Regions from separate parts of the Sus scrofa genome. Here regions 1, 2, 3, 4, 6 and 7 are each linked to region 5. A link is a contact called in public HiChIP or PLAC-seq data. All regions are on one chromosome and are shown on one strand. Each heading gives the region's core, a stretch centred on a gene start, on an enhancer-like site or on the middle of the called end of the contact. The rest is flanking DNA. Distances are from core to core; before and after follow the strand shown.

Evidence for each region. HiChIP or PLAC-seq counts read pairs in DNA pulled down with a chosen protein or histone mark.
Region 1: an H3K27ac HiChIP or PLAC-seq map of skeletal muscle shows a contact between it and region 5, with 6 times the contacts expected there. The contact joins two enhancer-like sites. A contact is called at or near these places in 2 of 47 Hi-C or Micro-C datasets (both in skeletal muscle) and 2 of 2 datasets of contacts at active chromatin or transcription factors (alveolar macrophages and skeletal muscle).
Region 2: a contact with region 5 is called in an H3K27ac HiChIP or PLAC-seq map of alveolar macrophages. The contact joins two enhancer-like sites. A contact is called at or near these places in 2 of 2 datasets of contacts at active chromatin or transcription factors (alveolar macrophages and skeletal muscle).
Region 3: an H3K27ac HiChIP or PLAC-seq map of alveolar macrophages shows a contact between it and region 5. The contact joins two enhancer-like sites.
Region 4: an H3K27ac HiChIP or PLAC-seq map of skeletal muscle shows a contact between it and region 5. The contact joins two enhancer-like sites. A contact is called at or near these places in 1 of 47 Hi-C or Micro-C datasets (skeletal muscle) and 2 of 2 datasets of contacts at active chromatin or transcription factors (alveolar macrophages and skeletal muscle).
Region 6: a contact with region 5 is called in an H3K27ac HiChIP or PLAC-seq map of skeletal muscle, with 4 times the contacts expected there. The contact joins two enhancer-like sites. A contact is called at or near these places in 2 of 2 datasets of contacts at active chromatin or transcription factors (alveolar macrophages and skeletal muscle).
Region 7: a contact with region 5 is called in an H3K27ac HiChIP or PLAC-seq map of skeletal muscle, with 11 times the contacts expected there. The contact joins the promoter of NR3C1 here to the enhancer-like site in region 5. A contact is called at or near these places in 1 of 5 promoter capture datasets (liver), 14 of 47 Hi-C or Micro-C datasets (alveolar macrophages, embryonic fibroblasts, epiblast stem cells and 8 more) and 2 of 2 datasets of contacts at active chromatin or transcription factors (alveolar macrophages and skeletal muscle).

What each region holds. Positions count from the first base shown.
Region 1 is chr2:145,031,848-145,035,355 of Sscrofa11.1, forward strand. No RefSeq gene overlaps it. Among named protein-coding and RNA genes, the nearest start is that of NR3C1, 100 kb to the left of the region's middle. Within about 2 kb of position 1,699, at least 5 of the 83 cell types and tissues checked have an H3K27ac peak or open chromatin away from gene starts, as enhancers often do. A contact at or near this core is called in alveolar macrophages and skeletal muscle, where this site is marked.
Region 2 is chr2:144,884,062-144,887,472 of Sscrofa11.1, forward strand. All of the region lies in intron 3 of NR3C1 (nuclear receptor subfamily 3 group C member 1), which reads right to left. Among named protein-coding and RNA genes, the nearest start is that of NR3C1, 44 kb to the right of the region's middle. Within about 2 kb of position 1,805, at least 2 of the 83 cell types and tissues checked have an H3K27ac peak or open chromatin away from gene starts, as enhancers often do. A contact at or near this core is called in alveolar macrophages, where this site is marked.
Region 3 is chr2:144,977,252-144,980,740 of Sscrofa11.1, forward strand. No RefSeq gene overlaps it. Among named protein-coding and RNA genes, the nearest start is that of NR3C1, 49 kb to the left of the region's middle. Within about 2 kb of position 1,925, at least 26 of the 83 cell types and tissues checked have an H3K27ac peak or open chromatin away from gene starts, as enhancers often do. A contact at or near this core is called in alveolar macrophages, where this site is marked.
Region 4 is chr2:144,867,543-144,870,986 of Sscrofa11.1, forward strand. The region is part of intron 3 of NR3C1 (nuclear receptor subfamily 3 group C member 1); the gene reads right to left. Among named protein-coding and RNA genes, the nearest start is that of NR3C1, 60 kb to the right of the region's middle. Within about 2 kb of position 1,594, at least 25 of the 83 cell types and tissues checked have an H3K27ac peak or open chromatin away from gene starts, as enhancers often do. A contact at or near this core is called in alveolar macrophages and skeletal muscle, where this site is marked.
Region 5 is chr2:144,569,001-144,572,115 of Sscrofa11.1, forward strand. All of the region lies in intron 12 of ARHGAP26 (rho GTPase-activating protein 26), which reads left to right. Among named protein-coding and RNA genes, the nearest start is that of ARHGAP26, 270 kb to the left of the region's middle. Within about 2 kb of position 1,476, at least 14 of the 83 cell types and tissues checked have an H3K27ac peak or open chromatin away from gene starts, as enhancers often do. A contact at or near this core is called in alveolar macrophages, fetal skeletal muscle and skeletal muscle, where this site is marked.
Region 6 is chr2:145,070,030-145,073,314 of Sscrofa11.1, forward strand. No RefSeq gene overlaps it. Among named protein-coding and RNA genes, the nearest start is that of NR3C1, 140 kb to the left of the region's middle. Within about 2 kb of position 1,387, at least 25 of the 83 cell types and tissues checked have an H3K27ac peak or open chromatin away from gene starts, as enhancers often do. A contact at or near this core is called in skeletal muscle, where this site is marked.
Region 7 is chr2:144,928,346-144,931,496 of Sscrofa11.1, forward strand. It overlaps NR3C1 (nuclear receptor subfamily 3 group C member 1), which reads right to left and starts at 1,352. Exons shown (of 10, transcript NM_001008481.1): 1 at 983-1,352.

The sequences.
Region 1 (3,508 bases), core at 449-2,948, 460 kb after region 5:
GTCACACAAGTCACAGAATGCCTCAAACCCTTCTGTGAGAACATCTCTTCAGGGCTCGAAGAAGCCCCACGCCCCCATGCTTGCATTCTTAGTTATTTGGCTCAGGGATGGCTACCTGGTTGGAGCTGGACTGTTAACAGGATCGCTTTGGAATGCTTTCAGGACTGGAAACTGGCTCTGATTTCTTAGAATTCACCTCCATGCATAAAAAGTGAGACTCCAAGTCTAAATATTATTTTCGGAATGTGTTACTCTTACAGAGCTGGTGTGCACAGGTAACCAGAGATGCGAATGCCTTCTGTAGAAATTGGCGTGTTTCTCTTATTCTGTGCTCACACCTTACCTATATCCCTCCCCTGGTAAGCATTTCCATCCTGGCCCAATGCCACTGTGGCTAAGGTTCTCCATGCCTTTTCTTCTGTCTCCTGTTTCTGTCTCTCCACATTCAGCCCAACCTTTTCCTTCCTTCTTCCCTTCAAGCAGTTGTGTCCTACCACATCTCTTATTAGGAGGTAAGAAATTAAATTCTTTTCTAAATAATATGTACTCATTTTGCCTATGCATCTTCCTCTAGCCATATCTACGAAAGGAAAGCAATGGGGAGGAAAACACTCTGAGTTCCAAGAGAGGGAAAGATTTAACAAACAAATTGACTGCAAGTTATTAGGGATTGATTATATTTTCCTCCTGTGGCTATTAGTGGGTTTAAGGTAATTTTCACAAAAGGCAGAATTCAAGCATTAGGAGGAGAGATAGCTGTCTCTCTGGCAAAGAAGGGACAGCACCTGGGGCTGGGCTTCTCTGCATGTGCACAGGATTAGCCTTTGTGTAGAAACCAAAAGTTTATGCAATAACTTGGGTGGATCTTGTAATTTCATTCCTGAAGTGTGCAACAAACTTTTTCTCCTGAGAAAGCCTACATTTGAATGACATATTTGAGATCACAAGAGCCCTCAAATTTCAATTTTAATTAGCTGAAACAATCTGACATTTTTTGGTGTAGAAGCTGTGAGGCTTAATGATTATTTTCATCTCCAGAATAGTCTTTAGGAAAAACAAAATAGTTAAGGTAATTTCCATAAAGACTCACGTTCATGGCAGCAAACCGCATTGATAATTAAACCCATTTGGAGAGATGGGTATGGAATTCAACTAACATCTTGTTTCTCTGCAGGAAGCATTTCGATATCTCCCATATCGCTGACTGTCACTTGGGACTAAGAAAATTTTAGAATGTAAGAGGAAGATGGAAGAAGCTTCTTGGAAGCAAATAAAATAGCCTATTAGGTCACGGTGATCATGCAAGGAGTCCCTGTGGGTTTTGCATTGAGCTTGGCTTTATAGAAAATACAGATTGAGGCAATTAGTCCTTTCCAATTTTAAGCAAGCAGTAGCAATGGGAAGTATGCCAGGAGGGATGATTAAGGATTAAACAGCATGGGAACTTCATCAGAAGCTCCTCAGTTTTGTTGCCAGCACCTGATCTTTCTACATCAGCACCTCCTTGATTATGGAAGGTGGGGGTGCTTCTCCTGGACCCCACCCCTTAGCCCACTTACCGCTCAAGGGAAAGTTATGGAAGAGAAGGATCCTGTCTCCACCAGCTTCTAAGAGGGAACACAGCCAAGAGAGGCAGGAAGAAGCATGCTCACTTCCAACCTTTTTGGCAAGCTCAGGGGGAGCAAAAGCCATTGCCAATTCTATTTTTTAATACAGATTCAAGCAGGGTTGTGTCTACACATGCAAAGGGAAGTGCACAGTGCTCTGTGTTAAACAGCATAACACCTTTTTTTTAATTAAAAAAAAAAAGAAGCCTAAGCCTTTGCCCGACCATCCAGGTATTCGTTTTCCATATGGTTGGTCCACACGGCAGCGTGAGTCTGGAGAACCGCAGTGTCTCCTGCGGTCATAGGCAGGGGACCCAGTTGCATACCGCTCACCCCACCTATCACAGGTGGGCCAGGCACCAGCACCCGTAAAGGAACTCTCTTTCCTTCTGGAAATAAAGTTGAGCTCCTAGGTCTGGCGAACCTTGACATGCGAGGCACTTTGGTGCTCAGAGTTGGAGAGCCATCAAGGGAGAGGAAGATAACAAAGGGGAATCAGTGGGGGATAAATTAGGAGTTTGGGATTGACATATACACACTATTACATGTGAAATAGATAACCGACAAGGACCTACCTATAGCACAGGGCGCTATACTCAATATTTTTCAATAACCTATAGGGGAAAATACTCCGAAAAAGAATACATAATACAAACATGCATATATAACTGAATCACTGTGCTGTACACCTGAAACTAACACGGTATTGTAAATCAACTCTACTTCAATAAAACAAAAAAAGAAGAGGGAGGAGAGAGAGAGGAAAAGAATACTCGAGTCCCAATTCTCTCTCTAGCCTGGGAAGAGTTCCCACAGCCTGTTCCCCAATGATATTTAAAAAGTCAATTTGACATTTTCCATGAAAATTCAGACTCAACAGATCATACAGAGAGAAACACTGATTTATTTAGTTTGTACTACATTTTAACAGCCTTTTTATATTCTAGTTTTTTTTTTTTCTTCCCTTGGCTGCACTCATGGCCTATGGAAGTTCCCTGGCTGGGGATTGATCCTGCAAAGGCAAAGCCAGATGCTTAACCTGCTACACCACAGAGAGAACTCCTATTCACTGAAAATGTACCCTGGTCTGATGCCATCTCAAATAATGTCGCAATAGGCATCCTTATCCGTGGGCCTTTATATACTTGCTCAAGCTTCAGTCAAATTCTTAGAAGTGAAACTGATGGTCAAAGGGCGTTTGTCTCTTCTGAGTGTTCTGCCATGCTCAGCTGTGCCTGCTGAGTACACCGTGTGTGTTAAACAGGAGGCAGCACAGCACTGCCATCACTACAGCTTTGCCATCAGCCAGTGCCAGCTCTGCACCTCAGAGCCTGCGTGACCTTGTGTAAGTTATTGACCTTTCAAAACCAGAGTTTGCCATCTATTGACTAGAACAACACTAATCGCATATGAGGTCGCCATGGGCCAGGTACTGTTTTAAGTGCTCCGTTCATTTACTTCTCAAATAACCTTATGAGGTAGGTGCTATTCATATCTCCTTTTAGAGATGAGGAACTAGGCACAGGGAGGGCACTCAGTTTACCAGGATCACACAGCTAAGGAAGTAGTGGGGTCACTTTTCCCCCCAGGAAGCCTGGCTCCAGAGCCTATTTTTTAAATGTCCTTCTAGGGAAGGTGATGACAAAATATGATAATGAAAACAGAGGATGATATGATAATGATAATGATATATGATATTGAAAACAGAGGACAATATGCAAGTAGGTGGGGAGGTGAGAGAGAGAAGGAGAAAGAGAGAGAGAATTTAGCGTGGTATGTGGCCCTCGGTGACTTCATGCAGCCTGGCAAGAGCAGAGGTATAATGCAAAGCCTTTCTTCAAGGCACATCCCTTAAGAATGAACAAGCTGGCCTGATGGATTTCCTTAAGATTTCATTTTTA
Region 2 (3,411 bases), core at 555-3,054, 320 kb after region 5:
ATAAATAAATAAATAAACAAGGACCCACTGTAGAGCACAGAAAACTATACTCCGTATTTGGTAATAACCTGTCTAGGAAAAGAATCTGAGAACGTGTGTGTGTGTGTGTGTGTGTGTGTGTACATATGTACGTGTGTATAACTGAATCACTTGGCTGTACACCTGAAACTAAGACACCACTGTAAATCCACTACGCCAAGAATAGATAAATAAATAAACAAGTAATACATTGTTACAAAAACCACAGGAAGAGGCCTTTACAAACAGGGTTCTGGTGTCTGGCATGGGGCTGGCACACAGTAGCTCACTGGATTTAGCAACAACGGGGTAACTGATCACCGTGGAAATATGTCCGGAGCGTCAGAAACCCCTGGTTCTCCAGGGTCAGCCGCCTCGTGGCGTCTCCCAAACGACCCCCACCTCTGTCCGTGCACAGTCCCTTCTCCACCGCCTCCCTCCCGCTCCTGCTCCTACTGCTGCTGGCCTGAGGTTTGTCAGCGGCTCATGTAACTACCATTCCATGCGGTCTCTCTTCTCCAGCTCCCTCTTCCTCCAGTGAAACAAAATGGCACTAATCTTATACGAGACTGCTGCAGCACAGCCAAGACATGGAAACAACCTAAATGTCCGTCGACAGAGGAGCGGATCGAGACGATGTGGTCCATACACACAATGGAGTATTACTCGGCCATTAAAATGAACGAAATACCAGCATTTTCAGCAACACGATGGACCTAGAAATTATCATGCTAAGTGGATTCAGCCATACAACGAGACACCAACATCCAATGCTTTCACTGACACGTGGATTCTGAAAAAAGGACAGACGGAACTTTTTTGCAGGACAGATGCTGACTCACAGACATTGAAAAACTTATGGTCTCCAGAGGATACAGTTTGAGGGGTGGGGGGTGCGCTTGGGCTGTGGGATGGAAATCCCATGAAACTGGATTGTGATGACCATTATACAACTACAGATGTGATAATAAACAAACAAACAAACAAGTAAATAAATAAAAAGACTGCTGGAGTAAATTTTTCTCCGACATGCTTAGAACAAGTCAATCCTGGCTCAAAAAAACACAATGGTGCTCTACCGCCTTTGGAATCAAATCTCAACGCCTGAGAGTAACATTAAAAGATTCCCATTATTTTGTACCAATCTGTGTCTAGTCATTTGCCCGCACTCCACATGCCTGACTTTCTACAGAGGGCTCATCTTGGCGTTCCCAGGCGGTGCAGCGAGTAAGGGATCCAGCATTGTCACTGCTGTGGCTCAGGCCACTGCTGTGGTGCAGGTTCAATCCCTGGCCCTGCTATGGGCATGGCCAAAAAGAAAAAAAGGGGGGAGGCTGATCTAAAAACTTTTTGGAACCTTCAAAAAGTCAAGATTCTAATTATCAGCGTATGTATGAGACTAATTTCTTTTGTTTTTTTAAAAAAATGGATGGATGGGTCCAGGGCTCTATTTACCCCCTCACAACGGACAAACAACATCAGACAGAGCAGAGCCGCATTTAACACAGACACTCCCCGCTGTGTTAGGCCATGAAACATACAGCTTAAAGAAAGGAAACACAGTGTTTTCAACATTTAATAATTAATTTTATAAATACTTAATGGTTTTCGGAAAACATTTCCACACTATTCATCAGTTACCCACTGCACTACATTCTCAGCTAATGAAAACGACAAGATAAAGAAAACAACGGCTTCCTTTTCAAAGGCTGACCCCCCCCACACACACACGAGGCTTGGAAAAGCCATCCAGGGGTTTCTAACTGGAAGACAGCAGTTTGTACACGCTGCACCAGACCAGCAAGTGTCACGGCTTTCCAGTTATACCACATGCTTATTAGGAAATAACTATATGGGTCAAAAGCCATTTAAATTTTTCAAACCAGTTTTAATCCAAACATCAGACAGGGCTGTGACACATCTCAGAGACCTATTAAAGATGACCTAACAGATCAAGTGGGTTTTGTTATATAATTGTAGGTACAGTTTAAGCCCTCGCCACGTTCCCAGTCCCTTTTGTTTTTCTTTGTAGCTTTCTAAGATTTTGCACAGTTGCACATGTGGGTAAACATACACTTGCTGCATGGCAGTGATGAGAAAATACGCTTGGCAAAATGATACCCTTTTATAGTTTATGCTGCTTGCCTTGGTACTACATTATGTGCAGAATGAAATAAATAATATATACAAATGTAATCACATAGACATGTTCACAGATATAAAGATACAGAAATGAACTGATCCTAGGATCAATCGGAAGATCACTATGCACTTTATCCCAAACAAATAATCTTTAGGAAAATTTTCTTCTTACTGCGATTGGTACAGCAGAAAATTACCACTGTATTTAATGTTTCAATTAATAGCATGAAGTGATTATCCTGGATATACCTTCCTGGTTTATAGAGGAATGCCATGAAGTCACTTCCCCTTCTGTAACTATAATTTAGCATGTTCGCAATTACGGAAAAAACATTTTCATTGTATTGCTGAAATCTCAACATCTTCTATAACATGTATCTTTTTTACACGCTGGCTTTATTTTTCAGCCACAAATATTATTAATATCTAAATATGATACTATTCCTGTAACGGCCACAGCTATTATATTACCAGCAGTTTGCAGAAAAAATACCTAAAGCATTTGGAAAGCTTTCTCAGTATACAGACAACCAATCCTGAGCCCCCAAATTCTTTTTTTTTTTTTTTTGTCTTTTGTCTTTTTGTCTTTTGTTGTTGTTGTTGTTGTTGTTGTTGCTATTTCTTGGGCCGCTCCCGCGGCATATGGAGGTTCCCAGGCTAGGGGTTGAATCGGAGCTGTAGCCACCGGCCTACGCCAGAGCCACAGCAACGCAGGATCCGAGCCGCGTCTGCAACCTACACCACAGCTCACGGCAACGCCGGATCGTTAACCCACTGAGCAAGGGCAGGGACCGAACCCGCAACCTCATGGTTCCTAGTCGGATTCGTTAACCACTGCACCACGACGGGAACTCCCCAAATTCTAATTTAGTAAACCTGGCACACAGCCTGAGAATTTCCCAAGTGATTCAAGATTTGGTGAATCAAAGTCTTCATAGCAGCTAGAGGTGGCAGAACATGTAATTTATATGTTACATACTTGGAGCACATAATCAAAACAATTTGCATCTCTGCTATTGCTAATTGTTTAGTTTAATTCAAATTAAACTGTCTTGACTTATTTATTTTTTTGTAAAGTGCCATGGATATTTTTTAGAGATAACGGCCAATTTTTAGTATTGTTTACATCATCAACTATCCTAATTTTTAGCCCACTGCTACAATTCAAAATTAGTAAAGCATTACCGTATGAAACGGCAAATGCTAATCCCAGTTTTATTTTTTTAATTTTTTTGTCTTCTGTCTTTTTTT
Region 3 (3,489 bases), core at 675-3,174, 410 kb after region 5:
AAAGCAATATCTTACCTATTCTATAAAAAATCCTTACTCAAACAGTATAGAAAAACCAGACAGTGCAACAGCCAGGCTATCTTTAAAAGGATTACATAAAAGACAAAGTATAGCATAATTGAAGAGAAGGGAAGGGTTTTACTTATTAATATTTATGTATTTGAACATGATGTTCTTTTCTTTTTCTTTTTTTTTTTTTGGTGCACCCATGGTATGTGGAAGTTCCTGGGCCAGGGATCGAACCCATGCCACAGAAGCAACCAGGCCCATAGCAGTGACAATGCCAGATCCTTAACCCTGCTGAGCCACGAGGGAACTCCTGGATGTGATGTTCTTAAAAAACGTTTCTCTCACTCCTAAATAAAAAAGACCTTATGTATAGCATCCTAAATTTTAAATAAAAATCCAGTATTTTGAAAACAAATTATGGTATAGCAACTAATAAAATACCAATTGGGGTCCTTTTTCTATCTAAATAACCTAGAACAAAGCAGCATGATGCAGCTACTTTTTCAAACAGCCAGTGAAGTCAACCCTGAACAGATGGGCATGGACAATTAAAACAATTTCCTGTGAATGAAAAGAAATACGAAATGAGGTTAACATAAACCTTTAATTCACGGGCTCCTTTCTGAGGCTTTGAGCAGCACCATTTAGGAACAGTGCTGCTCATGAGGCACAAAGTCTGTGCTTCTTTTCCCCTGCTCTTTGTTTCGGGGATGTATGTGGGGAACCAAGAAGTCACCATTAAGTGTCCTGTGACAGGAGCTGGGACACTAGAGCTGCAGTTGCTCAGGGCTTTGGATGTCACAGGGCCCCAGGCTCCACATGAGACAGCATGGTATGTCTTCAGGCACAGAAACCAGCAACCTGCTTTCTTCATCATTTTTTTTTAATTGAAATTCAGTTGATTTACAATATTATATCACTGTCAGGTGTACAGCATAGTGATTCAATACTTTTCTAGATTATACTCCCTTTAAAGTTATTATAAGATAATGGCCACATTCCCTGTGCCTTACAATATATCCTTGTTGCTTGTCTATTTTATCCATAGCAGTTTGTATCTTTTTTTCAAAAGATTTTATTTTTCTATTATAGTTGATTTACAATGTTCTGTCAATTTCTGCTGTACAGCAAAATGACCCTGTCATCAGTTTGTATCTTTTAATGCCATTTGCCTGCTTTACCCTCCCCCCTCTCCACTGGTAACCACTAGTTTGTCAACTTCGCTAATCGTCAGGGAAATGCAAATAAAACCACAATGAGATATCACCTCGCACCTGTCAGAATGGCTATCCTCAAAAAGACCACAAATAGCAAGTGTTGGCAAGGAAGTGGAGAAAAGGGAACCCTCCCACAGCTGGTGGAATGTAAGCTGGTGCAGCAACCTCATTCTGATGCCAGGCTCCACATTTCAGGCTACTCAGGGCTGTGTCCTCGTAAAGTAAAGCCTCCTTCTCATGAAACATGTCAAGAAACATTTATTGATTTTTTGATGCCAACCAGGCACTGGGTGAACCCTGAAAGCAAGTACGGTAAGAAAACAGTAGATGTGACCCCTGTGTCTCCGTGGAGGTGGAGCCCAGCCAGGGAGAGAGAGGCAACCGATAAACTCACAGATGTTTTACTGCAAATGTGGTGAACGTGGTGGGATAAATGACAGGATCTGGTGAGGGCACACACGGGGGACCCTGAGCAAGTTTCCACATCTAGGGCTAGAAGTGGAATGACAAACGAGGAGAGGATTGAGCGGGGAGGTTTCTTTAGGGACCTGGTGTTCAAACTGAAATCCGTAGGATTAAGGAGTGGTCTGGGGGAAATGCGTTCCAAGCACAGCGAGCTACTTCACAGCTTCTGCTTGCTTAGACGTGTGGCTCCAACGTGAACGTAGCTTGCGCGCAGCCCTTTCCGCCTTTTCAGCCCCTGCACTTCTGCTTACAGCCTTACTGTCTCTCACTTCCGCCCTGATTTCATAAGGGAAGCTGATTAGGTCGGTTCGTTTTTTCATCCTTGGCTTGTAGAGCTTTCGAGTTATTCCTATTTCTGCAACGAGAGTCAAATTTCTCTTGGGCAGAAGCCAGGGTCTTCAGGCGACCTTGCTGTGGTGTTCTGGGAGTCTTCCTGGCTGTTGCCCCTCAACAACCCTTCTTTCATTCGGGCAAAGAGGGAGTTTGGGCTGCATGGTAATGTGACTCCTGGGCTATTCCAATGTCACGTGTGATGTCCCCTGGGACAGTGAGAAGTGGAAAGGAAAGCCTGAGAACTCTTTGACATCTTTATAGCTCTGTCTAAATAAGTCATTTTGGGTACAAAAGAGAGGCATGTCCTCTCCCTCCAGCTCCACTGAGCTCCTCAGTAGATGGACCTCTCCACCTGTGCTTCCGAAAACAGGGTATGGTCTTGTTTGCGTTGCAAAGACAACTCAAGTAAGGAGCTTTGTAGTTAGAACCTGACAAACAGGATAATATGTGGATAATATCTTATTATTACTTCATATTATCTCGAGGAGACAATAAAAGGACTTCATTGAAAAGTGCTTATGGATGATTCCCCGCTTTTAGGGTTCATCATCTTTCACCCAGTCACTTAATTTAGGGCTGACAAGCAGATGCGGATCTCTTACCTGAGGCCGTGGATTGGCCTAAAACATGAAGGATGCCATTTGATACTTTTGTATTCACAACAGGGCACCCAGTAAGGGCTGAACAAAAGGTGATGCCTAAGAAGACTGCACCACAGATGCTCAGCTCAGTGAATGAAAGGAGAGCAGGAGGTCTTAGCCCTGCCTAACTCTAGGGAATCTCATTGCCATAGTCTGGCAGGACATTTTTTTCCCCTCTCCTTTTTAGGGCTATGCCGCGGCATATAGACATTCCCAGGCTAGGAGTTGAATCGGAGCTGCCGCTGCCGGCCTACACCACAGCCACGACAATGCCAGATCTGAGTGCTGTCTGCAACCTACACACAGCAGCTCACAGCAATGCAGGATCCTTTAACCCACTGAGCGAGGCCAGGGATCAAACCCACATCCTCATGGATGCTAGTTGGGTTCTTCCCACTGAGCCACAATGGGAACTCCTGGCTGCTCTCTCTCTCTCTCTCTTTTTTTTTTTTTTTGGTTTTTGCTTTTTCAAGCCACACCCGAGGCACATGGAGGTTCCCAGGCTAGGGGTCGAATCAGAGCTGTAGCTGCTGGCCTACACCACAGCAATGTGGGATCGGAGCTGCATCTTGGACCTATACCACAGCTCACGCAATGCCAGATCCTTAACCCACTGAGCGAGGCCAGGGATCAAACCCACATCCTCATGGATCCTAGTTGGGTTAATTCACCACTGAGCCACAAAGGGAACGCCCTGGCCACTCACTTTTTAATTCTTCGGTTGGAGCGCTTATCCGTAACCAGTGTTATTATTATTGTCCTACTTGCCAACCCTCATTCTGAGTTGCCTACTAGGGGATGTTCTTAAGGACTGAGCACGGCAG
Region 4 (3,444 bases), core at 344-2,843, 300 kb after region 5:
ATACACTCAACTGGACTATACAGTAACAGCTACCATCTAGCACTTCTTACGTGCTAGACACCTGATCTACTCTGTAATTCCTCATCAGTATCTGAAAGATTATTACCAGTCTCATTTTATAGATGCATAAATTAAAACTCAGAACTCAGAAATTAAAACTTACCTCGTTAGAGAACTAGTCCCATGACACTTGATTCTTCTGAGAGGAAAAGTCTCAATCTGAATCGAGATTCAAGTTTAAAAGTTTATTCAAATGTATTTTAAATTTATTTTAGAAGTCTACAGCTTTTTGAATTTTTAGCACATAACCAATAATAAATTCCTGGGTACCGAAATGTATGGTGGTTTAAATTAGTGCAATATTGTAGTGATAAAAGGATGTTTACAGACATGAGGTTAGAGCTCGTATTTCATGGAAACTAAGGCTAAGGTCAGGCGATGCCCAAAGCAACATACAGTTATCAGAGAGCTAGAATTAGTACTTTTCACCAATAGTCTCTGATTATCTATTTAGCAGATAGAGATTAAAAAAGTCTGACTATATTTAAAAAACGCATGTGAGGTGTTCTAGAAGTCAACATTTTCCTTACTTTAGTAAGATCTTTTGGTGAATTATATAACTAAATATCAGTCAAAACATCCTGAAAATATCAAGTACTGCGGCACTATATATAATGTATATGGACTGTGACTTCAGTGCTTGTCTGTGTACACATTTTCTTAATAAAATTACATAAATTACAGTAAGCAACATAAGCCATCATGTCGTTTCACATTTGCTAAATTTAGCAATGAAAAACAAGCAAGCTTTGGTTTATTTTATTTTTTGTCTTTTTAGGGCCACAACCATGGCATATGTAAGTTCCCAGGCTAGAGGTCAAATTGGAGCTGTAGCCACTGGCCTACACCACAGCCACAGCAATGCCAGATCTAAGCTGCGTCTGCGACCTACACCCCAGCTCACGGCAATGCCGGATCTTCAACCCATTGAGCGAGGCCACGGATGGAACCCAAGTCCTCACGGATGCTAGCTGGGTTCATTATTGCTGGGCCTCAAGGGGAACTCCTGGTTTATTTTTTCATGGTCCATATAAGTATAGATTACTGCAGTTCAATTTAGCATATTTATTAGAAAATTAACTTCTCTCTCTTCTAAACTGGTGTCTGCTAGCATTTCAGAGGCCATGTTGAGACAGGAAAGAAACTATGAAAGCAAAAGTTGTAACATGATTTGTGCCTTAAAAGTGTTGAGGATATTCCTTGGAGTGTAAAAATTTCAAGGGCACCATCGCCAGCACTTTTTTGAGAACAGACAAATGGTAACTACGGTAGTAGGAAACTTGCAGCCTGCAAGCTTTGAATTTGATATGTAATTATGATCAAATAATAGTAATTTTTTCTGAAATAATCTGCAGAAGATTTAAAAACAAAACCAACACTATTCTCACAAACTAATTTTAAACATTCTATCAAAGTTTATATCTTCACAGAATTATTACAAAACTTGTAACTAAACCAAATCCTTTCCTTAAGAGAGCAACACTGAAGAGTCAGCCATTCGAGTGTTTTAAAAATGAGTTCTTATGTAAGCAGTTAGTTCTGTGTGCAGGAAACAGAAACCTGCTGAATACCAGTGCAGATCTGACATTCTCGTCCAGCGACAGCTCTGAAGAGAACTGGAGCTTTTGAAGATAAAGCCCTCAATTTGAAGTGTCAAAGTATTTTTTAGACTTGTTACTGTCAACAAAAATCATCACTTCAAAAAAAACTTAGTAACTCAACAGTTCAACAAACACAGGCACCCCTCGTTTTACTGTGCTTTGCACTGTTGCGTTGTGCAGACACGGTGCTTTTTACACGTGGAAGCCTTGTGGCAACCCTGCGTCAGCAAATCTCTCGGTGCCGTTTCTTCTGACAGCATCTGCTCGCTTCACGTCTGTGTCACATTTTGGTAACCCTCACACTCTTTCAAACTTGATCCTATTTGCTGTGGTGATCTGCCATCAGTGAGTCATCTTGCATGTTACCACCAAAACTCAGTGAAGGCTCAGGTGACAGTTAGCATTTGCTTTTAGCAACAAGGTATTTCGTTTATTATTTGGCCACACCCTTAGCATGTGGAAGTTGCCAGGCCAGGGATCAAACCCATGCCAGAGCCCCGACCCAAGCTGCGGCAGTGACGTCAGAGGATTCCTAACCCACTGCAGCGCAAGAGAACTCCTCGCAGTAAGGTATTTTGAAATTAAGGTAGGCATTTTTAAAGACATAATGCTACCACACATTTAACAGATTACAGTATAGTGTAAACAGAACCTTCATCTCACTGGGAAACCAAAAAATTCGTGTGACTCACTTTATTGCTGTGGTCCGGAAATGAACCTGCAATATCCGAGGTGAGCCTACACAGCTACATAAAACTGCAAGGTTTTGATGGGGGTGGGCAGCCGAAGAAAAGGAATGAATAAAACAGTAACTTTGACAAAATTTTCACCCACAGTTTAAAACAGAGCAGAAAACATCTGCCACTGGCCAAAATATGAATCACAAAATTGTTACTTTAAGGACTAGTCATTAATTTCTAGCATAAATATGTTTCATTGCCAATAAATGGTTCTCCCAGATGAATACAGAAAGCTGGCATGTTTTTACGATAGTAAAACAATTCACAGCAATGTAGATTGTTACCTATTAGGCAGACAGTCAATACCTGAGCTTAGCTGTACCAGGCTTCCTTTAAGAGTGCTAATTTTGGTTTTTTACTTATCCATCACTTTCTATAAGGACTACAGACTAGATTGTAACAACTGCGCCATAAGAATTAGGAGTACTGAGCGGAAGACAGACTCTTTCAAAATTACAATGCAAGTGGCTGGCAAAAGTCTGTCTCGCCTAAGAAGGAAGCGCGCCTCCCTTCCCCCAAAAGGGGGCAAAGGGCGATAATAGCATCTGAGCACATCCTGTTTGAGATTTTAGTTCTTCTCATAGTGCCCCAAAGAGGTCATATAAAGGAAAACTTTCCTGTTATTTCTGAAATGTGGCATAAGCCTGGAAAGACTAAGAAATAGTGGTTAAGAGAAACGGATTCGACAGAGAACCGGAGGGCTCACACTTTTCGTGCCACAGCCGTGGGTGGGTGAAATGGTCACTTACCAGACCCTATTGTGGGACGGAGGGTCCCACTGGGAAGAGAAAGCAAACTGCCTCCCGCCCTGCTGGCATCAACCAGTCCACATGTGCAGGAGCGCGTCTCCTGCCAGGGTGGTTCTAGGTGTGGACGTGCCTCACTTCCCATTCATGGAGAAAAGGAAAACCACCAGCTCGGGACACCTCTGAGCCCCGCGCCGAGGGGACTTGTCACTGTGTCCAGAAAAAGCCCGAAACTGCTTTTTCCTGGTTCTTCTCTTTACGTCTGATCCACAGTCCTCAAGATTACTGCTACATTTA
Region 5 (3,115 bases), core at 226-2,725:
ACCCGGGGACCAGTGGGGAAGGGCCTTCTGGATAATAGAAGCAGGATGAGAAAGCTTTTAAACAGTTTGTCAGTCCTTGCCTCACTTCTCTGAGAGTCCCAGGAAAGAGCGCATCAAAGTGGCCTAGCTTCAGCCCACCTGGGGCAAGACAGCACACCTCGACTGAGGGTTTCGAGAGGACTCAGGAGATGGAATTACAGAAGGGACATCACGGGACCCACCAGGACAAGAGAGGACAGAGGCCCACGCCCTGCCCTGCTCTGGGACACATTTCTATAATAAAGGACCTAGGAACTGGGAGGGGCAGGGACACATCGAAGGAGACCCCCTGCCCAGACCTGAAGCTTGCCTGTAACTTTTTTTTTGCCTTTTCTAGGGCCGCTCCCGCGGCATATGGAGGTTCCCAGGCTAGAGGTCTAATAGGAGCTGTAGCTGCCGACCTACACCAGAGCCACAGCAACGCTGATCCGAGCCGCGTCTGCCACCTACACCACAGCTCACGGCAATGCTGGATCCTTAACCCACTGAGCAAGGCCAGGGATCGAACCTGAAACCTCATGGTTCCTAGTCAGATTCGTTAACCACTGTGCCACGACGGGAACTCCTTGCCTGTAACTTTTGACGTTATGAATCTGCTTCTCCCTCCTTGAGATACATACCGGTAGATTTAAAAGATGACCGTGCTTCTGCTGGTGGGCATGCCAGCTGGTTTTACCATATCGTAATATGTATTAAGTATCTGGGGACTATGTATTAAAAGCCTTTCAAAAGTAAATATCCTTTGACCCAGCAGTTTGTCCTGACGGATAGATGGGAATGCAAAGACATTTCTGTAAAGAAGTTCATTGGCGCATCGGTCACGATAGCAAAGAATCGGAGACAGTCTAAATGGTTAATAAGACACTGATGACAAATAGCAGAGAGCACTATGGACCCTCTAAAAAGAACAGGCGAGATCTTGGTATATTTGCCAAAACGGTGCCCTCCGTATATTGTTCCCTTACGTTTTTAAAACTCAGGTGGTGGAACCATGTGTGGATAAAAATAAATGACTTGCCTTGTCTAGAGACATTGAGAGGCACAGTCCTGGAGACGCTTCCTCGTCAAAGTCTTAATCAGCACAGGGGGTAGATTGCTGGGAGACACCGACCTTCACCTTGAAATATTTCTCTATGCTTTGCATTGTCAACAGCGAGTGTATTTTACAATAATAGCTGTTCATGGATAGCGCTTACCGGCTCCTCACTGTGTTTCAGGGTTTTTATGCACATTAGCTCCTCTGATGCTTTTGCACTGCTCTGCGAGGTGCTTTTGACCTACTTTGTAGATTAGGAAATTGAGATTGGTCAATGCAGGAGATGTGATTTAATCTGAGTTCTGCCTGGCTCTAATTTAACTCTGCTGTTAACCACAGGGATATTCTACCTCCCTAGGAAAAGAACAACACAGAAGGTTCCGTTTGTGGAAACAAGGCGCGTGCAGCATGTGGCTCTTGCCATTGTTATTCACAGGGGACAGAGTTGGCTGCCTTGAGTCTCTACTGATTCTTCAGCTGCTCACCTTTTCATATGGGAAGCGGGAGAGGACAGATGGGTTAAACATACCGGTCACTTTTCCAGGAGTAGTTTAGAAAAATTATTTTTCTAGGGTGCTCTTGTTCTAGAAACTGCTCTGTTCACTGATTTCCAAGCTGGCTACACCAGAGAAGTGCTCCGGTTAGGGTTAGGGTTAGGACTTCTTTTGACATCACACGAGCCTTAGCTTCGTTTCCCCTCTGCTGCCAAGCCCGTTCCCTTTCCAATTCCTGCCGAGGTGACGTGAGTTTCACCGCACCCCACGCAGTGGCGCTCCTCCGCCACAGGTGGCGCTGTTGCCCAGGCTCTGGTGGTTTTGCAGCTGTGTATGAGGCAATTGAAACACTTAAAGGTAAGAAGTCTATAGGATATGAATTTAAACGTGGGATGCTGTGCTGTTACCTTTTAAGAGCCAGATTCCAAATGTTGGGCCTTTTCCTTTCTGGAAAATGGTTTGGTGAGAACTCAAATGCCAGCATTTCACCACAGAACCAGCATATTTTGAAGTGACAGGTAGCAGGAGGGAATTCCTTCGGGGACAGTTCTGAATTTGTTGCTTTTATCTTGAAGTTTCTCTCAGGGCATACAGTGCCTGTGGGATGTCAGGCAGGGCCATAATTAATGGCTGGCAGCTGCTGGTGTTTTCCAAATGGCCCAGTTGCCAAGGAGGGGATGACAGCAGATAAATGCATGCACATTTCTTTGCAGAGACTTTTCTCCCCTTTGCTTTCTTCTCTCTTCTCTTTGGATCTCGGGTCCAGAGAGAGAGAATTAGTCTTGCTCCCTGGCTTGTGGCACGGGATCCTCACAGGCTCCTCCTTAAGTCACTCACTCACTTCTCTTTTAGTTCTTTTCCCAACTCCTATTCCTGTCCTCCCGCAGTCCACCGTTCTATTGTGTACTTTTAACGTGTACTCTTGCCAATTCATGTCTTTCATGTACTTGTGGGGTGTTTTGTTGTTGTTGTTGTTGTTTGTTTGTTTGTTTCATTTTGTTCATGGCTGCACCTGCAGCATATGGAAGTTCCTAGGCTAGGGGTCTGAATCGGAGCTGCAGCTTCCAGCCTACACCACAGCCACAGCCACACCGAATCCAAGCCACATCTGCGACCTACCCCACAGCTCACGGCAATGCCAGCTCCTTAACCCACTGAGCAAGGCCAGGGATTGACCCCACATCCTCACAGACATGGATTCTTAACCCGTGATCCACAACAGGAACTCCTACCTGTGTGGGTTTTTGTTTTTGTTTTTGTTTTGTTTTGTTAATTCTTTGATTATCGTTGATTTACATTATTCTGTCCTACCTGGGGTTTTCTGTCGTGTAAATGGTTGTAGTCCTTGTTGTGTTTCCCTGGAGGTTCTCACAGAGGGGGCATGGGCGCAGATGTCGCTGCGGTATTGTCGGGGTTTACCCTGGAGGAGAGTAGTGTCCGCTTCGTTGGAGGGAAGGTGCTCAGGTCGTGACCTAGAGCCGTCTCTCCGGGGCCTCCAGCCCCACGGGAAGAGTTCCCCCTTCCTGCTAACTCTGGCCATTATCCA
Region 6 (3,285 bases), core at 137-2,636, 500 kb after region 5:
TCACCTCTGAGATGAGGGCAAAGGGACCAGGGGTGAGGGTCCTGGTCAAAGGGACCTTAGTTTTACCTGCAATGCTCTAATTTTTCCAAAGGAGAATTGACTTATGTGTACGGGGGAACTAAAGGTATGTTTAAATATTTAAAGAATTCTTAGCATTCTGCCTGCAAACAAGGCCTGGATAGGGTAAAGAAAATATTCCCCAAACTGGGTTCTCTGGAACACTAGTGCTCTATCGGGGTAATTGAGTATTTGTTGAGTTCCAATGTTATTAATCCAACATAGGTCAGGGACCGAAACAGAATTAAGTTCAACAGTAGTGAACTCAGAGGGAGCAGAAAACCCTCAAACTTTTCTCCCATCTTTCATCCCTGCCAGGATGGTTCCAATGGCTCCAGCAACTTCCCTTTCTTTCAATTGCATGAGAATCTATGTCAGGACTTTAACTTCAGGCCTCTGTAAATAAGGGCGAAGGAGGTAAAGAATGCAAAGCTGCCATCTACACGTAAATTCCGGATTCCGAAATCTCGTACAGGTTCAAAGGAGCCTTGCAGTGGCCTGCGTGCAACATTAAAAGAAGAGGTGAGACCCAGCAGGACAGCGGTTGGTGAACACCGCCTCCTCCCCCCCGACTACATCATGACGCAGGAAGTCACAGCATCAGCTATGACTGGGTTGGAACTATTGGAAGATACTGTGGGCAGTTGTTTTCAATTTGGATCATTGTGAAAAACTTTCTGGGTCAGGATGTCCCAGGACTCTCAAGAAGTGGGTGGGGGCGCCATGAAGTCCATGGCATTCCTTACGGTTCCCCTGGTCCCTGTGTGCCGTCTTCTTCATTTGCATTACCCCAGAGTCCGGGGGCCATGGTCACTTGGGAGAATGTGGCTTTAGAGCCACATAAACTCCCATCCTCAAAAAGAGCTGGGTACTGCAACAGGTTGGGTAACACCAGGCCAAACCAAGTTGAGACAAACCTGTCTATACCGCAGGTCTCCTCAGAGCCTTGGGCATGCGATTCCCACCAGGACTCTCCCAGAGGAGGACAGCCAAGGCAGCTGCTTTTCCACCTGCTTCTGGCCTTCTCTCTCCCCACTCCCTGCCTCGCCTGCAAATGGAGAAAACCTTCGGAACACAGGTTGGTAAAAGGCAGAGACAGGAAGAAAGACCTCACCTCACTGAAGCTGAAGTTCCCAAACAGCCACCTGAAAGTGATGCCTTCTGGCCTGAGCAGCCCACTCTGGCACTGATTCTAGAAAAGAAAGCCTTGAGATTGTGTGCAGCTCTGCGAACAAGAACTTATAATTCTATGTGTGAAAGCCTGCTGTCAAGTCCAGCAAAAACGCCATGCCCTTGGTATGTGCAGCTGCCGCCAACTTGGCTGGCACCCAGCGGGCACACGTCACCATTCTACCAGCCTCTGATAGCGAGGAGAGGAGGCTGGGAACCACAGGAGCAGCTCAGCTCCATCCAGGGGAGCAAATCATGGGCGGCTCTAAAGTTCAGGTTCGGGAGTTTGTGGGCCTTGAGCAGATTTCCGTTTGGTTCTCTCTCCGTGTTTTTGGAGGACACCATGTCATCATAGTCATGACTGATGTCCTTATGAGCTGTGTGGGAGCCCGTGATGACAACGATAAAAAGACTGAGGCAATTACCCAGTTCAGCTAGGCTGAGCGCCTCTATTAATCTCAGCTCCACAAAACTGGCTTTCTCCTTGCAGTGGAGCTCATCTGTTAACAAACGGCTGTATAATAGTAATAAAAAAAAAACCCCACTGATGCAAAGCAGAGGATGATTCTGTCCTGAAGCCTATACGTGCTCTCTGACAATGAACAGCCCAGATAAACTGTGACAGGTCACGATTACCTCAAAGTGTCTAAATATGTCTGAGCCTTGTGGAATAAAATGCGTAAATCTGAGTGGCCATCAGGGCAGTGGAAGCTGGTGGAACGTTTCCAATGTCTGTTTTCTTTTATGAGGACTCCACGTCACATGAGGTGCAGAGATGTGGTTCTAAGCACAGGTTCTAGAATCAGGGACCCAAGGCCACATGCCAGGCCTGCCATGTCCTGGCTGTGCACGCTTGGATTCTTGGGCAGGACTTTTGTGTGCATGTGTGTATGTCTGACCACACAACCCCCTACCCCGGCTCACTGTCAGAATGAAAAGGGTCAGTGTGAGAATCCAAGTGCTTGGCACAGAGAGCTTGGTGAGTGAAAAATATCACTGCTGCCAGCATCGGCACCACCACCACCACCAGCACCACCACTTTCCTCATCATGTCATCATACTGCTTGGATAGGAGTGCCCACAATAACTTGATTTCCAGTTTGACAGAAACTTACTCAGCCCTCTCAAGTCCTAGTCACCTATGGAAAAGTGGCTTTTTCCTCATTATGTTTCGAAAATAGTCTTTGTTTTACAGGTTACACTTTGGTGGTTACGTTGGGTGTGTGGTGGGCAGGACATGGGTGTTTATTCACAGGAACTTGGGCTTGAATTCCAGCTCTACTCCTGACCAGGTAAGTGACCCGGGGCAATGTGCTTCACCGCCCTGAGCCTCAGTGGACTTAGCAAAATCGGGATAACTATTTCTGGGTTCCTGGGAGGATTAAGTGTCAGAAAGCTTTTGAACAGCACCAGGCATGTTCCATGATGGTTAGGATCCAGGGCCAATGGGACCTGGATGAGCTCGTGGGAGTTTTAAGCTGCCTTACCATACAAATACTGGTGGCTGGATCCAGTATTTCAGCAAACTTCAACAGCACAGCCAAAGCACAGCTCAGCTGATCTGAGCCATGGGAGCCCCTTAACCCAGCAGAAAAACCCATCATGACACCACAATTCCAAGAGACTCTTCTGAGAATACCGAAGACCTCTGGCTGTACAAGCTATCATGATTCGTGGCTCATGCCTAAAAGAGGCTAAATCTGGGGCTGGGGTCCTTGCCAGAGCTGTTCTCCAGGTCATGGATTAAAACAGCTGGGCTCTGTCCACAAACCATTTGCCTGGGTGTGTTCTGTTTCCCGCATCACAGTCAAAATGGCCTCCTGGCACATTTCCGCGGGTCTTGCTCATTCCCACGGCAGGCATCATGCCGTCAGTATAACTTTAGGACGGCGGTATCTCAGGGCCTCTGCCCTCAGCACCTCAGCTGCCAGCCAGTGCTCCTTGGAGCTCAGGGAGGCTGCTGCTCTGGCTTGGCCAGTCTGACAGGGGAGGGATTGAGGAAGAGAGCAGTAAAGTAGTGGTGGCCTGTGGAAGAATCTTCCTTCTGAGGAAGGGTCT
Region 7 (3,151 bases), core at 102-2,601, 360 kb after region 5:
AAAACGAAACGAACCCTCAAAGGACCTAATACCCCCGTTTACATTGCAAATAACCCTGTCCCAGTAATCGGCCTTAACGAACCATGGCCAGGGGTCTTAAGTGGCATTACAGGGCTGCAATTACCACGTCTGCAATCTCCCAGCGACAAACCAGCGCGTGTCACAAACCGCACCACGCAGCGAGTATGGCTGGGGAGGGTCTTTTCCTAAAGGGGGCCGCTTCCAAACGTCAGACGCGAAGGGATGCCGAGCGCCAAAGAACAAACCTTCGGAGGAGGGGGCGAAAGCAAGTGCGGGGTTCAAAGAGAAATGTGTGCAGACCTGTTGAGTTCTTCCCCCGACACGCCCACTTCCACCAGACAACGCCAGCCCGGCCCAAGTCTCCGAGGGGCAGGCTGTCAGCCCCCCGCATGTGTCCACGCGCGCACACACACAGACACACACACCCTGAGCGCCCGCCAGCAGGGAGACGCACTGGCACCTCGGCACAGACCCTGCTCGCGCTCGGGCGCTCTCGGTGGAGTGCAAAGACTCGGGCGAGTAGGATCCAGATGCGGCTCAGCGTTCACCCGCAAAGGGGATGTCCGGGAGGCCCTCCTGGGAGCGAAAAGCAAAGGGACGTGGGGGCCAACACACAGAGGCAAGGACGCCTGGCCAGGGAAGCCGAGGCTGGAAACCCGGGCGGCTCGACGAGGCTCCACTCGCTGCGAGCTCGGGTTCCTCCCCCTCGGCCCGGCCCGGGGACCGCGGCCCAGGGAGAGGAAGAGGCCAGCGCTGTCACCCGCCCGCTGCCCTTTCGTCACCACCACCGGGCCCTCGCTGGCCCCCACCCCCACTCCCCGCGGCTAATAAAAGTTTGCAGGCTCCGGCGGCGGCCCGGGAGCCGGCCCCCGAGCCCCAGCCCCGCACCTCGGGGGGCGAGCGCCCTCGCGGCCCCAGCCCCGGCCCCGGCCCGTCCTGCCTGCCGCTCCCCTCCCCTTACCTCTGCCCGCGGCGCCGCTCACCGCCGCCGTCCGCGGCTCCCACCGCAGCCGAGATAAACAACTTAGCGTGTGAAAGCAGGAGGAGCGGGAGCGATTTTTTTTTTCTTAAAAAAAAAGGAAGTAAACAGCCGCCCCCTTCTCCATGGGGGGAGGGGAGGGCCCCTAGCGAAGAAAGTCCCCCATTTCCCCGCTGACAAGCCGGCCCCCCGCCCCGCTCCGCCGGCCGGGGCTCCCGGGCGCGCGTCCTCGCTGCCGGCGCCCCGCCGCTCCAGCCGCTCCAGCCGCGGCGGCTCCTTCCACCCACGAGAACCCGTCCCCGACGGGCGGGCGGTGACTCGGGCTCCCGTCACAGACTCGAGCTCGCAAAATGGAGGAGGAGGAGGAGGAGGAGGGGAGGCAGCGCGGACACGCGAAAGGGCCGCCCGGCCGCGGCGAGCAAGCGGGACCGAGCTGGGGGCGGGCGGAGGCGGCGCCACGGCGCGTACACACTCGCACACACACGCGCTCCCACTCCACCCCCGGCCGCTCCCCGCCCGAGGGGCCGCGCGGCGGCGGCGGCGAACGATGCAACCTGTTGGCGACGCTCGGCAACTGCAGGGGCGGCCGTGGCCCCCGCCCCCACGCCCTCCGCGCCCGCCCCGCCGCCCCGGCCGCGACGGCGCCTGCACGCCGGCGGCCCCAGGCACGGCCCCCACCCAGGCAGCCCTCCGGCCGCGCGGGGCCGATCCCCGTCCCCCGACCCCCCCCCCCGCCCCAGGAAAAAAGAGGCGGCGGCGGCCGACCTGGTCTTTCTGGGACGGGCTCCGGAGGGAACCGAGTTTCTCTAGTTTCTCTTCGCCGCTCCTTCCCGCCCCCGCCCAGCTCTGCGACTCCGGACCCACTCCGGGGTTCGCCCTGTCCCTCGGCGGCCACCGCCGCCGGCGTCCCAGCGGGTGACAGCGGGCTGGCTGCGGGAGCCAGGGCGCGGCCCGCAGCACAGCCGCGGGGGTGGTCCGCGCCGTGGCCCCCGGGCCGAACTGTGCGAAGCGTGTCACTTCACACGGGGCTGCGGGGTTGCACGGAAACAGTGCCGCAGCGCGTCGGCCGCTTGCGGGACTGGAAGGCCAGACACGCCCTCTGGGGAGGCTTCGGGGAGCGGAGGGGGTCCGCGCATACGTACTCTGGGCCCGGGGAGAGTCGCGTGCCGGAGGGTCCCCCTCCCCCGCATCGTCTGGGCGGCCCACTCTGCAGCCGCCGCCGCTCGTTCGCACCCGGAGAGAAGTTGCAAAGCAGAACCCACCCTCCCCCGCGCCCCGACCGTCCCCCACCCTCTTCCCCGAGTCTGCGAGGCGGCGGCGGCGGCAGAAGAAGGCGCCGCCTGCCAAGTTCAACCCCCAGCCCGCCCTCCCTCCCTCCTAGCGCGCTCACACTTGAAGGAAGTTGCACGCCAAATGCAAAACCTCCGGCGAACTAGATTTCTTTGCACTTTTTAATTATTTTTTAAAGGAAAGCAGGAGGTGGCAGGCCCCAAATCAAGTTGCAGGCGAAACAGTAAGTTGCTTGCAAAGTACACCCTCCTCCCCCCGCCAACCCCGCAACTCCTGACCTCTCTTTCCACCCCCTCCAGGGCCCGCATCCAAGTTTCCCGTGGAGGCCCCTCGCCCCCGAATCTTGACATTTGCTGCACTCTCCTCAAAGCGTCGCCCACCCTTTCGTGTTCGTGGGACCCCTGCCCCTCCAAATAAAACAGAACACACGCAGCTTTAAAATGTCAGCATTAAACTCCTTCCAGCTGTGCCCGTTAGGCGCCTCCTCCTCGGCTCGAAGGAAACACGTGGCCCTTCCCCAAAGAGAGGGGCGTGCGGTGAGGGGTGTCCGCGCGGGAGGCCCCCTCCCCAGCCCCCTTCCCCGGCCCGCCGCGTCCAGAGGGCTTGGGAACGTTTGGGACCGAGCCTCCTACCTTGGGCCGCACATATTACGATTTTTGTGACTCGGGGAAAGGTTGTGCTGTGTGGCTTTAGGGTTTGGGGAGGGAACTTTTGCGCCCCCACAGGTGACAGCGCTTGCCAGCTGCAGACGGGGGCGGAGGCTGCCGCAGCTCCACCCTGCCCTGCCCCTGGCGCTCGGCCGCTGCTCCTCTCGCCTCCCGCCGCGCTCGGCCCGGCGGCGGCCGCTCTGCCGCGACTTCT